Linked DNA regions of Macaca mulatta: region 1 is linked to region 2. Evidence: chromatin contacts called from public Hi-C data. All regions are on one chromosome and are shown on one strand. Each heading gives the region's core, a stretch centred on a gene start, on an enhancer-like site or on the middle of the called end of the contact. The rest is flanking DNA. Distances are from core to core; before and after follow the strand shown. Region 1 holds the start of PCNX3 (pecanex 3). Region 2 holds the start of RELA (RELA proto-oncogene, NF-kB subunit).

Region 1 (5,612 bases), core at 1,636-4,135, 94 kb after region 2:
GATCGGAGACTGGAGGCCGGACTCAGTTCACTGCCCTCGCTGGTGTCTTCATCCTCAAAGAAGGCCCCACCTTCAAGCAGGGGCCGTCGAGGGGCACGGCCAGGTGGAGAGTGTCTTCGCAGGGGTGGCTGCTGTTTGCTAGGCCGTAGCAGGGCCAAGTCCTTGGGCCGCACAACCAGGAGCGGCTCAGCCAGGCCCGGTGGTGTCCCTGCTCCAATGACCGTGTCAAAGGAACGCAGCGTGTCATCTGAGGGGACTCCGGCGTCTGGCGAGGCGGGCAGCTCAGCCTCAGAGGGTGGGTCTGTGTCGCTGCCCTCAGGGGCTGGCCCCCCTGGGGGGCTGTCCAGATGGGTGGAGTTGGTCTTCTCACTCTTGAAGCTGCTCAATGTCTCCCTATCAGTGCCGCTGAAGCAAGAGTCTGAGGAGCCCGCTTTCTGGGGCGTGGGCTCCCCTGAGCCCCGCCGGTCAAGGGGCTGATAGCCACCTGCCCCCCTGCGTTGCTCCCGTCGACTGCTGGTCCTCACCAGGGCCCGGTCAGGCCGGGTCAGGGTCAGGAAGCTCTTGCTCAGCTCCTGGCTGAGGCTCCCCTTCAGGAGGGGGCTCATGGGAGTGTCAGCCATGCTGCTCCCACTCCAGGGCGCTCCATCTCCAGCCAGAGGAGAAGGCTCTGAAGAGTCTGTACTGGGAAGAGAGGGGTCTGGGACAGCCCCTGGAGGCGTCTGGGGAAGGTCTCCAACTGCCAGAAGAACGGGAGACAGAAAATGAGAAAAAGGGTTTTCTGCAAAAGGAACTGGTGGTAAGGGGGCTCTTATGCCCTGTACTTTTCCTGAGAGCCCAGCCACAGCAGCACACTGGGGAGGTCCCACAGAGGAATACAGAGGAGACCCAGGATGGAGCCAAAGTTGAGGGGATTCAATGACAAAACAGCTGGTCTAGCCCACAAGCCTCAGCCCCATAAGGCCCACGCACTCAGTTTCTCCTGCGAGCTGAGCTTCAGCATCTCTCGGTCAGCAGAGGTCACGATCACATTGTTGCTGCCCTGCTCCCGCACCAGCTCCTTGATGTCTGCAACCACGGCCCCAGAGGTGTCAGCAGGACCCCCTGGCACAGCATGCCAGCCCCTGTTCCACAGCACTATGCTCCAACCCTAAAGAGCAGCCACCTACCTCTCAGGGGCCCAGAGTCCTCCATTCGGGGCAGCAGCTCCTGAGTAGACAGAGAGAGGCGTGAAGGAGCAAACAAGGCAAGAAGTAGGCTCAGGACGCACCCACAGTAGGGACTGGCTCGCGGAGGAACAGCAGGACAAGCTGAAGTCCAGGCCCACTCACCGAGACCTGGTTGAAGCCAAACACAGAGTGCTGGGAGCTGCAGCGCACTGGGGGTGTGGAACTGACTTTCCGGAACACTGTCATCTCCACTCCGGGGTCCCTGGCAGTGAAAAAGAACAGCAGCTTTGAGCTAACCTCTCCTCTGTGTATGCTACTTCCATCTTTGTCACTGCTTCTTCTTCAGAAGTCACTTTACAATTCCTAGGCTAACACAAGACAAGTGTTCACATTCACTCAGAGAGCCAATGTTCCCTAAGTCCCTACTCCACCCTGCAAGGTTCAGGCCCAGGCACCAAAACCCCTCAATCCCCAGCACAGTCCCTACCCCACCCACCTGGGCGGATTGCTGTCCCCCTGGGCAGGCTCTTCCTCCAGCTCCCCCATGGTAGAGCTGCGCTTCTCCACGATCTCGCCCTGGTCAAACATGGCATGCAGCCGATAGTTGACGGTCTTGATGGCAGCAAAGATGACAGCCACCACGAGGCAGTACACGCCGGCCACCATCAAGCTGGGAGGCAGGACCTGAAGATGAAAGTAAACCAGGTCTCTTTTCACAAAGCCTTGCCACTACAGGACGTAGCTGCCATCGTCGCCATAGCTAGGATTCACAGACTCACTAGAAAACTTCATCACCTCTGCACACAACCACTACACAGCCCTTGGCAACGAGCTCTGTCTTCTATTTAGCTGGATAACATTAAGTGTGGGGTTCAAGGTCACTCGATCCAAGAAAGGTAGACTTTGGCCTCTTCCACGCAGACCCAAACTCTGCAGTAATTCCTCTCTCTCCACGTCCCAGAGCCCAGGGCACGGCCCCGAATCCCTGCCAGGCTGCCCTCCCTCTCCCGGCTGGAGTTACAGGTGGCCGTGGCGTCTCACCATGTACAGCAAGAAGGGAAAGATGAGCAGGAAGATCCAGACATAGAGGTGGAAGCAGTTGGAGAAGGTGCTCTGGTGCGGGTCGAAGAACCAACCGCCGGTGAGCGAGGCCCACACCCCCTGGCGCAGGATCTGCAACACCTGCGACCCCATGGCCCCGCCGCTGCTGCGCGCGCCCCACTCCCGGGACCCTCATGGGGGCGGCCCCCGGCCCATGCCCCGTCTGGCGCCTGAGGGCCCCGGGGCCCGGCCTCACGCTCACGCCATGGCCTCCCCCAGCGGGGGAGGGGGGCTCGGCCGCGCGAGGGTGCGGGCAGGGGGCGGGGCCGACCGGGACAGTCAGCGGTGCAAGGCCCAGACGCGGGGGTGGGGCTGCATCAGGGGCGGGGTCCGCGTCCCCACTCGTGGCCCAGAATTGCTCCGAGGGGCCGAGCCGTCAGGCAGGCGCGGGGCACGGGCCGGGCACCCGTCGGCGGCATCCAGAGGTGGGCGTGGGGTGGATGCTCCCGGGGTGCAGGCGACAGCTCTCTAGTCTCCGGACCAGGGAGAACCCCAGGATCTGGGGTCCACTTCCGGGGTCGCAGGTCACTCGCTTGGGGCTCCGCGCTCGCCCGGCTTCTGCCGGTGCCGGCCTAAGGAAGAGGCCGGAAGAAGGAGCCGCGAGCCGCCAGCCTTCAGTGGCGCATGCGTCCAACGGTTCCAATTGAGACCCGGAAAAGGAAAACTTGACGGCATGAATGCGCAAGCGCAGAGAGGTGGTGGCGCGGTAGGACGCGAGGGGTGCCATTTGTGCGTGCGCAGAGTCCAGAACTAAAGCAAGTACATGCGCAAAAGCGTTTGGGCGCATGCGTACACCCAGGCGTCGCCAACCCAGGGTAGACGACTGGGCGGAACCAAAGAGACAGTTGAGTAGCCATTGGGTAACGGCAAAGTAATTGGCGCACAGCTCTTCCAATGAGTTACAGGAGACGGGGAAAAGATGGAGGCGTGGAATCCCCTAGTTGCAGCGAGTGTTCTGCACTACCGAAGCACGCCCCTCTCGGTCCGCCCCCTTTAATGCTGGACCTCCTACGTCCTGATCGTTTCTCGGCTCCCAGCGGCGTCTACTTCCGGGTCAGAGCTCAGACCTAGGGTGTAGAGAACAACCTTCCGGAACAGGCAGGAATAGTCGAAAAAGGATAGCGTCGTCTTTCTTAAAGTGACAGGCTTAAAGCAATTGGGGCAGCCCTATCCAGAGGTTCTGAGGGCGACTCAGCTATTCTGAATCCAATCGTGGGCAAAGTTCTGGACAAGTCTCAGGATTCTGCCAATGGGGAAGGGATATGAAGAAGCGGATTGTTTCCCAGGTGAGGAGAAGAGCAGAACCTTAGACAATCCACTCCAAGAGCTTGAGGTGCAGCCAGTTCCGTCTGTCCTCCAGTCTTCCCCACCCCATCCCACTAGCTCTGCGAGGCAGAGCTTTCTTGTACTCATATCATATATGAAAAGAATGGCCGGGCGCGGTGGCTCACGCCTGTAATCCCAGCACTTTGGGAGGTCGAGGCGGGCGGATCACGAGGTCAGGGGTTTGAGACCAGCATGGTCAACGTGGTGAAACCCGTCTCTACCAAAAATACAAAAATTAGCCGGCCGTGGTGCCACGCGCCGGTAGTCCCAGCTACTCGGGAGGCTGAGGCAGGAGAATCGCTTGAACCCGGGAGGCAGAGGTTGCAGTGAGCTTAGACTGCGCCATTGCATACCAGCCTGGGTGACAGAGAAAGGACTCCGTCTCAAAAAAAGAAAAAAGAAAGAAAGAAGGAAAATAATGAGGCTCAGAATGGATGGATCGCACAGTCCCACAACTTCGCAGCCAACACCAGACTTGGGTTCACCCCCTTCCCAAGTGTGGTTCTGTAACCCCGTTTTGCTGACGCCAGTGCGGATGCAGAGGACAGAGATGGCCCATCCTTAGCAGAGACCAACCTGCACCCTGGCCAGCAGAGCACGCAGCTGGAGGCTTTTCTTTCTATATCTCAAAGCCTGCTGTGATGGGGAATCTGGTTCTGCCCTTTCCCTCCTCTGCCTCTCCTGGCCCGCCTACCCGGGAACTCCCCTGCTGGAGCCTCTGGGAGGGGAGCGGTGCAGGCCGCCCGCGTCATCTGATGCTGTTTCCTGCAGGAGGGAGAAGAGCGGAAAAAAGTGAAACTCCACCCTCCACCTCTGCCTCCCGCCCCCGAGGCCAAAGTACAAAGGGAGGAGGAAGAAGGGAGCGGGGTCGGAGCCGTCGGGACCAAAGGAGCCGGGGACAGGAACAGGCAGTCTGGGCCCAACTGTGGACGCTCCCTCCACCCCCGCGCAAAAAGACCCAACCGGAGTTGAGGCGCTGCCCCTGGAGGCCCCACCTTACGCTTGGCGGGGGCCGGAGCCAGGCTCCCAGGACTGCTCCAGGACCGAGGGAAGCTCGGGCCCCTCCAAGCTAGCCATGGTGAGGCGTCGGAGGCCCCGGGGCCCCACCCCCCCGGCCTGACCACACTGCCCTGGGTGCCCTCCTCCAGAAGCCCGAGATGCGGGGGGCCGGGAGGCGACACTCCTGGCTCCCCAGAGAGGCGTGGGTCTGGGGCTGAGGGCCAGGGCCCGGATGCCCAGGTTCCGGGACTAGGGCCTTGGCAGCCAGCGGGGGTGGGGACCACGGGCACCCAGAGAAGGTCCTCCACACATCCCAACGCCGGCTCCCGGCCATGGAGCCCTTGAAGAGCCTCTTCCTCAAGAGCCCTCTAGGGTCATGGAATGGCAGTGGCAGCGGGGGTGGTGGGGGCAGTGGAGGAGGCCGGCCTGAGGGGTCTCCAAAGGCAGCGGGTTATGCCAACCCGGTGTGGACAGCCCTGTTCGACTACGAGCCCAGTGGGCAGGACGAGCTGGCCCTGAGGAAGGGTGACCGTGTGGAGGTGCTGTCCCGGGACGCAGCCATCTCAGGAGACGAGGGCTGGTGGGCAGGCCAGGTGGGTGGCCAGGTGGGCATCTTCCCATCCAACTATGTGTCTCGGGGTGGCGGCCCGCCCCCCTGCGAGGTGGCCAGCTTCCAGGAGCTGCGGCTGGAGGAGGTGATCGGCATTGGAGGCTTCGGCAAGGTGTACCGGGGCAGCTGGCGAGGTGAGCTGGTGGCTGTGAAGGCAGCTCGCCAGGACCCCGATGAGGACATCAGTGTGACAGCTGAGAGTGTTCGCCAGGAGGCCCGGCTCTTCGCCATGCTAGCACACCCCAACATCATTGCCCTCAAGGCTGTGTGCCTGGAGGAGCCCAACCTGTGCCTGGTGATGGAGTATGCAGCTGGTGGACCCCTCAGCCGAGCTCTGGCAGGGCGGCGCGTGCCTCCCCATGTGCTGGTTAACTGGGCTGTGCAGATTGCCCGTGGGATGCACTACCTGC
Region 2 (5,203 bases), core at 385-2,884:
CTGTGAGATGAGCCTGAAAAAGGCCACCAGAGAGTAGAAGAGAGAAAGGGAACAAGAAATGGTTTGGGAAACTCACCTGGGGAAAAACCGAGGCCGGGGCTGTCTCGCTGGGCACTGGAGTTGCTGGTGAAACCACCTCCACCTTCCGTTTCTGCAGAGAGAAACCAACAAAGGTGGGTCAGAAGGTAGAGAAGGTGGGACCTGAGAAGAAAGCAAGGTCCCTGGAATTGCTGAGGGTACCGTTGAGCGGTGGTTGGGCTGCAGGCAGGAGCTGGAGGAGAGCGGCTGGTCAGGCTCGCCACCGGGAATGGCCTCCCGCTCCTTGGGCAGGTTGAAGCGGAGTGTGATCTGGACCGGGATTGGCAAGGTCTTCCCGCTTGCCTGGGCCGAGGCCGGCTGTAGAGATAGGTCCAGGGTCTTCCTCTGGGGCGGGGATGGCAGTGGAATGGGGAAGGGGAACAGGGGTCCCTCAGCTCAAAATTATCAAACCCCACCCTCGCCTTCTGAAGGACACAGGACTAGCTACTGGACTCTGGGAGCTACATGTGCAATTCGGCCCCCATCCTTTGCAAGATGAAGTCAGGGTGAGAGGGAGCCGCCTACTGCCCATCCAGGAGCCCCTAATGCCAACAGATAAGAGAAACACGAGGCAGGAGAGAAGAGGTGAAGTGGGGGACCTACTCACCACCTCTCTCTCTGGAGAGCCGGGACGGGACCCAGGAAGTCCGTTCTTGGTGGGGGTCTTGGCCTCTTTCTTCGGGAACTGGATCTTCTTTAGGTCCAGCCGCTCGTGCGTCACCCATTCATCCAGACGTTTGTTGACTGCAGCAGTGGGGATGGCTCAGGACAGAATGCCAAAGACTGTTCCCCAACCCTACCCTGATGCCCCACCTCAGGCCCAGAACTCACAGTCAATGTAATGGACGTAGAAAAGCTTCCGGCCACTGATGTCCTTCACGCTCAGGATCTCAGCCAGGGCTATGGGAATAGCATAGGCAGGGGCCTTAGACGGGCCGGGCCAGGCTGAGACTCCACCCTTCCACGACCTGAACTCCACCCCAAGGCCGGATCCCTAAGCTCCAGCACTTAGAAGGTCTCTCCTAAGTCTCCTTCAGTCACTACTGCCACCCCTTTCCAGGCCCCGCCCTGTACCTCTCGGAGCAGCTAAGAGCCACGCCCCTTCATGGGAGTATCTGCGCCCCGCCCGCCCCATAATTCCAGAGGCCCCTCCCCATCCCGGGGGTTCAGTTGACTCCCTCCCGCCCCTCGCCCTCAGGTTCCTTAGCCCCGCCCCCCAACGTCACTCACGCCACTCATCTTCGTTGTCCTGGTTCCGCCGCAGCACGGGTAGGCGGCAGCCCTCGATTATCTCCCCCTGGGGAGACAGCGCGGCGCCAGGGTCGGCTACTGGGGGGCCTCGGGCTCTACCCACCTCCCCTGGCTCCCTCCGCCCCGCCCCGGGCACCGGACTCACCACCTCCGCCATCTTCCCTCCCTCCACTGCCACTTCCGGCCCCTGTGGGAGACGTCACTTCCGGGACCGAGCCCGCTGTAGGCCCGGGCCTCACGAAGCCCCTGTAGAGGGGGACCTTTGAGAGTCACCGCGACCCAGTTGCAAGGGGCAAGACTGCCCCTGTGACTCCTGGGAAAACGAAGTGTTACAAGCCTCAGGCCGAGTCCTAGGTGGAAACCCCACAACGTGCACAGCGATTGGAGAACTACTGAGTCTGTCACGTGACGCCCACCGGGTGCGACGCTGTTCACGTGGATGCGGAGCGGGTCACGTGGCAATACCGTTTGGGCTTTGACGGAGGGCAGTCCTCGGGCGTCTCCTTGTGGCGGCGGGAGGTGTTGTCGGGAGTGAACTGCGCGCGAGAGGCTGGAGAAAGGAACTGTGCTTAGAGGGGCTCGAACGCTCCCCCAGGTCTGTGGACTTCATTCCGTAGGCAGGAGGACTCAGGGAAGATTTCTAGCTTTATTTCGTGTATTAGGCTTCTTTTATTTTTGAGACGGAGTCTCGCTCTGTCGCCAGGCTGGAGTGCAGTGGCGCCATCTCGGCTCCCTGCAACCTCCGCCTCCCGGGTTCAAGCGAATATTCCTGTCTCAGCCTCCAGAGTACCCAGCTAATATTTGTATTTTCAATAGAGGCGGAGTTTCACCATGTTGGCCAGGATGGTCTGGATCTCTTGACCTCGTGATCCGCCCGCCTCGGCCTCCCAAAGTGCTGGGATTACAGGCGTGAGCCAGGGCGCCCAGCCATATTAGGCTTTTTTTTTGAAACAAGGTCTGTGTCGCCCAGGCTGGAGTGCAGCGGGGGAGGCATAATCTCCGCTCACTGAAGCCTCCGCCTCCCTGGATCAAGTGATCCACCTCAGGCTCCTGAGTAGCTGGGACTACAGGCGCGCACTACCAAGGCTGGCTAATTTTTAAAAATTTTTGCGTAAACAGGATTTGGAGACTGGGCATGGTGGCTCACACCTGAAATCCCAGCTACCTCCAGCCTAATCATGAGAAAAAGATCAGACAAATACCAATTGAGAAACATTCTACAAAATACCCCATGAATACTCCTCAGAACTGTGAAGATGTCACTGGTGGAGGGTGTCCAGATTCTTGGCATCTTAAAGAATTGGACAAAACGGCTGGGCGCGGTGGCTCACGCCTGTAATCCCAGCACTTTGAGAGGCCGAGGCGGGCGGATCACGAAGTCAGGAGATCGAGATCATCCTGGCCAACACGGTGAAACCCCGTCTCTACAAAAAAAAAAAAAAAAAAAAAAAGATACAAAAAATTAGCCGGGCGTTTTGGCGGGCATCTGTGGTCCCAGCTACTCGGGAGGCTGAGGCAGGAGAATGGCCTGAACCTGGGAGGCGGAGTGTGCAGTGAGCCGAGATCATGTCACTACACTCCAGCCTGGCTGACAGAGCGAGACTCTGTCTCAAAAAAAAAAAAAAAAACAGAAAAAGAAGAACAAAAGAATTGGTCAAAACGCACAAAGCAAGGAAGGAATGAACGATTTATTGAAAATGAAAGTACACTCCAGTGTGGGGGCCGGCTGACCATAGGGGCCAGTTACAGGATTTGTTGGAGTTTAAATACTCTTGGGTACTTGGGATACGCCCTGTGTAAATGAAGAGGATGAAGTAAAGTTACAAAGTCATTTAGGGTGTATGCCCTAAGGAGAGGATATTTCCTGTCATAACTGAAATGTGAGTCGGCCTTGTATGTTGCCTGCCTCCAGACGCTATTTTCCTGCCTCAAAGGTGGCTGAACATGGTGGCTTACGCCTGCAATCCCAGTGTTAACAGGAAAGGGCCTATCCAGACCCCAAGAGAGGGTTCTTGGATCTCACACAATAGAGAATTCGGGGCGAGTCCAGCACTTTAGGAGGCTGAGGCAGGCGGATTACTTGAGGTCAGGAGTTCAAGACCAGCCTGACCAACATGATGAAACCCCATCTCTACTAAAAATACAAACATTAGGCAGGCGTGGTGGTGCCCGCCTGTAATCCCAGCTACTCGGGAAGCTGAGGCAGGAGAATCACTTGAACCCGGGAGGTGGAGGTTGCAGTGAGCATGATCGCACCACCGGCACTCCAGCCTGGGAACAGAGCAAGACTCCGTCTCAAAAAAAAAAAAAAATTCAGGGCGAGTCCATAAAGTGAAAGCAAGTTTGTTAGGAAAGTAAAGAAACTCAATGCTGATTGTTCATTTTTATGTTTTTTTTTTTTTTTTTTTTTTTTTTTTTTTTTTTTTTTTTTGAGATGGAGCCTCCCTCTGTCACCCAGGCTGGAGTGCAGTGGCACTATCTCGGCTCACTGCAAGCTCCACCTCCCGGGTTCACACTATTCTCTTGCCTCAGCCTCCCAAGTAGCTGGGACTACAGGCACCCGCCACCATGCCCGGCTAATTTTTTGTATTTTTAGTAGAGACGGCGTTTCACCGTGTTAGCCAGGATGGTCTCGATCTCCTGACCTTGTGATCCGCCCGCCTCAGCCTCCCAAAGTGCTGGGATTACAGGCGTGAGCCACTGCGCCCAGCCCATTTTTATGGTTATTTCTTGATGATATGCTAAGCAAGGGGTGGATTATTCATGTCTCTTGTCTTTAGACCATACACAGTAACTTCCTGACACTACCATGGCACTGGTAAACTGTCATGGCACTGGTAGGAGTGTGGCAGTGAGGACGACCAGAGGTTGCTCTAGTGGCCACGTTGGTTTTGGTGGGTTTTAGTTGGCTTCTGTACTGCAATCTGTTTTATCAGCAAGGTCTTTATGACCTGTATCTTGTACCACCTGTCTTATCCTGTGACTTAGAATGTCTTAACCCTCTGGGAACGCAGCCCAGTAGGTCTCAGCCTCATTTTACCCAGCTCCTGTTCTAGATAGAATTGCTCTGGTTCATGCACCTCTGACACCAGCATTTTGGGAGGCCGAGGCGGGCAGATCACTTGAGGTCAGGCATTGGAGACCAGCCTGGCCAACATGTTAAAACCCCATCTCTACTAAAAATACGAAAGTTAGCTGGGCATTTGTGGCATCCATCCATAATCCCAGCTACTCAGGAGGCTGAGGCTAGAGAATCTCTTGAACCCAGGAGGCAGAGGTTGCAGTCAGCCAAGATGGTGCCACTGCACTCCAGCCTGGGCGACAGAACGAGACTCTGTCTCAGAAGAAAAAAAGAGGCCGAGCACGGTGGCTCGCACCTGTAATCCCAGCACTTTGGGAGGCCGAGGCAGGTGGATCACAGAGTCAGGAGTTCGAAACCAGCCTGGCCAATATGGTGAAACCACGTCTCTACTGAAAATACAAAAATTAGCCGGACTTGGTGGCAGGCGCCTATAGTCCCAGCTACTCGGGAGGCTGAGGTGGGAGAATCGATTGAACCCAGGAGGCAGAGGTTGCAGTGAGCCAAGATCATGCCACTGCACTCCAGCCTGGGCGACAGAGGGAGACTCAGTCTCAAAAAATAAATAAATAAATAAATAAAATAAAGAAAGAAAAGAAAAATATGTTGCTCAGGCTGGCCTCAAACTCCTGAGCTCAAGCAATCTGCCTACCTCAGCCTCCCAAAGTGCTAGGGCCACCGCACCCAGCCGTTGTTTTGTATATTAGGTTTCTTTTTTTTTTTTGGTCCAGTGGCTCACGGCTGTGATCCCAACACTGGGAGGCAGAGGTGGGAGGATCGCTTCAGCCCGGGAGT

Evidence for each region. Hi-C and Micro-C count contacts between places; a contact is called where the count stands out from the background.
Region 1: a contact with region 2 is called in a Hi-C map of liver, with 1.7 times the contacts expected there. The contact joins the promoter of PCNX3 here to the promoter of RELA in region 2. A contact is called at or near these places in 2 of 14 Hi-C or Micro-C datasets (blood and liver).

What each region holds. Positions count from the first base shown.
Region 1 is chr14:8,774,445-8,780,056 of T2T-MMU8v2.0, forward strand. PCNX3 (pecanex 3) reads right to left here and starts at 2,886. Exons shown (of 33, transcript XM_077962142.1): 1 at 2,208-2,886; 2 at 1,663-1,850; 3 at 1,329-1,428; 4 at 1,167-1,206; 5 at 970-1,065; 6 at 1-736. The coding sequence starts at 2,360. MAP3K11 (mitogen-activated protein kinase kinase kinase 11) reads left to right here and starts at 4,433. Exons shown (of 10, transcript NM_001257468.1): 1 at 4,433-5,612. The coding sequence starts at 4,925.
Region 2 is chr14:8,681,973-8,687,175 of T2T-MMU8v2.0, forward strand. RELA (RELA proto-oncogene, NF-kB subunit) reads left to right here and starts at 1,635. Exons shown (of 11, transcript XM_077962342.1): 1 at 1,635-1,924. KAT5 (lysine acetyltransferase 5) reads right to left here and starts at 1,720. Exons shown (of 13, transcript XM_015113688.3): 1 at 1,475-1,720; 2 at 1,309-1,375; 3 at 910-978; 4 at 686-822; 5 at 77-151. The coding sequence starts at 1,486.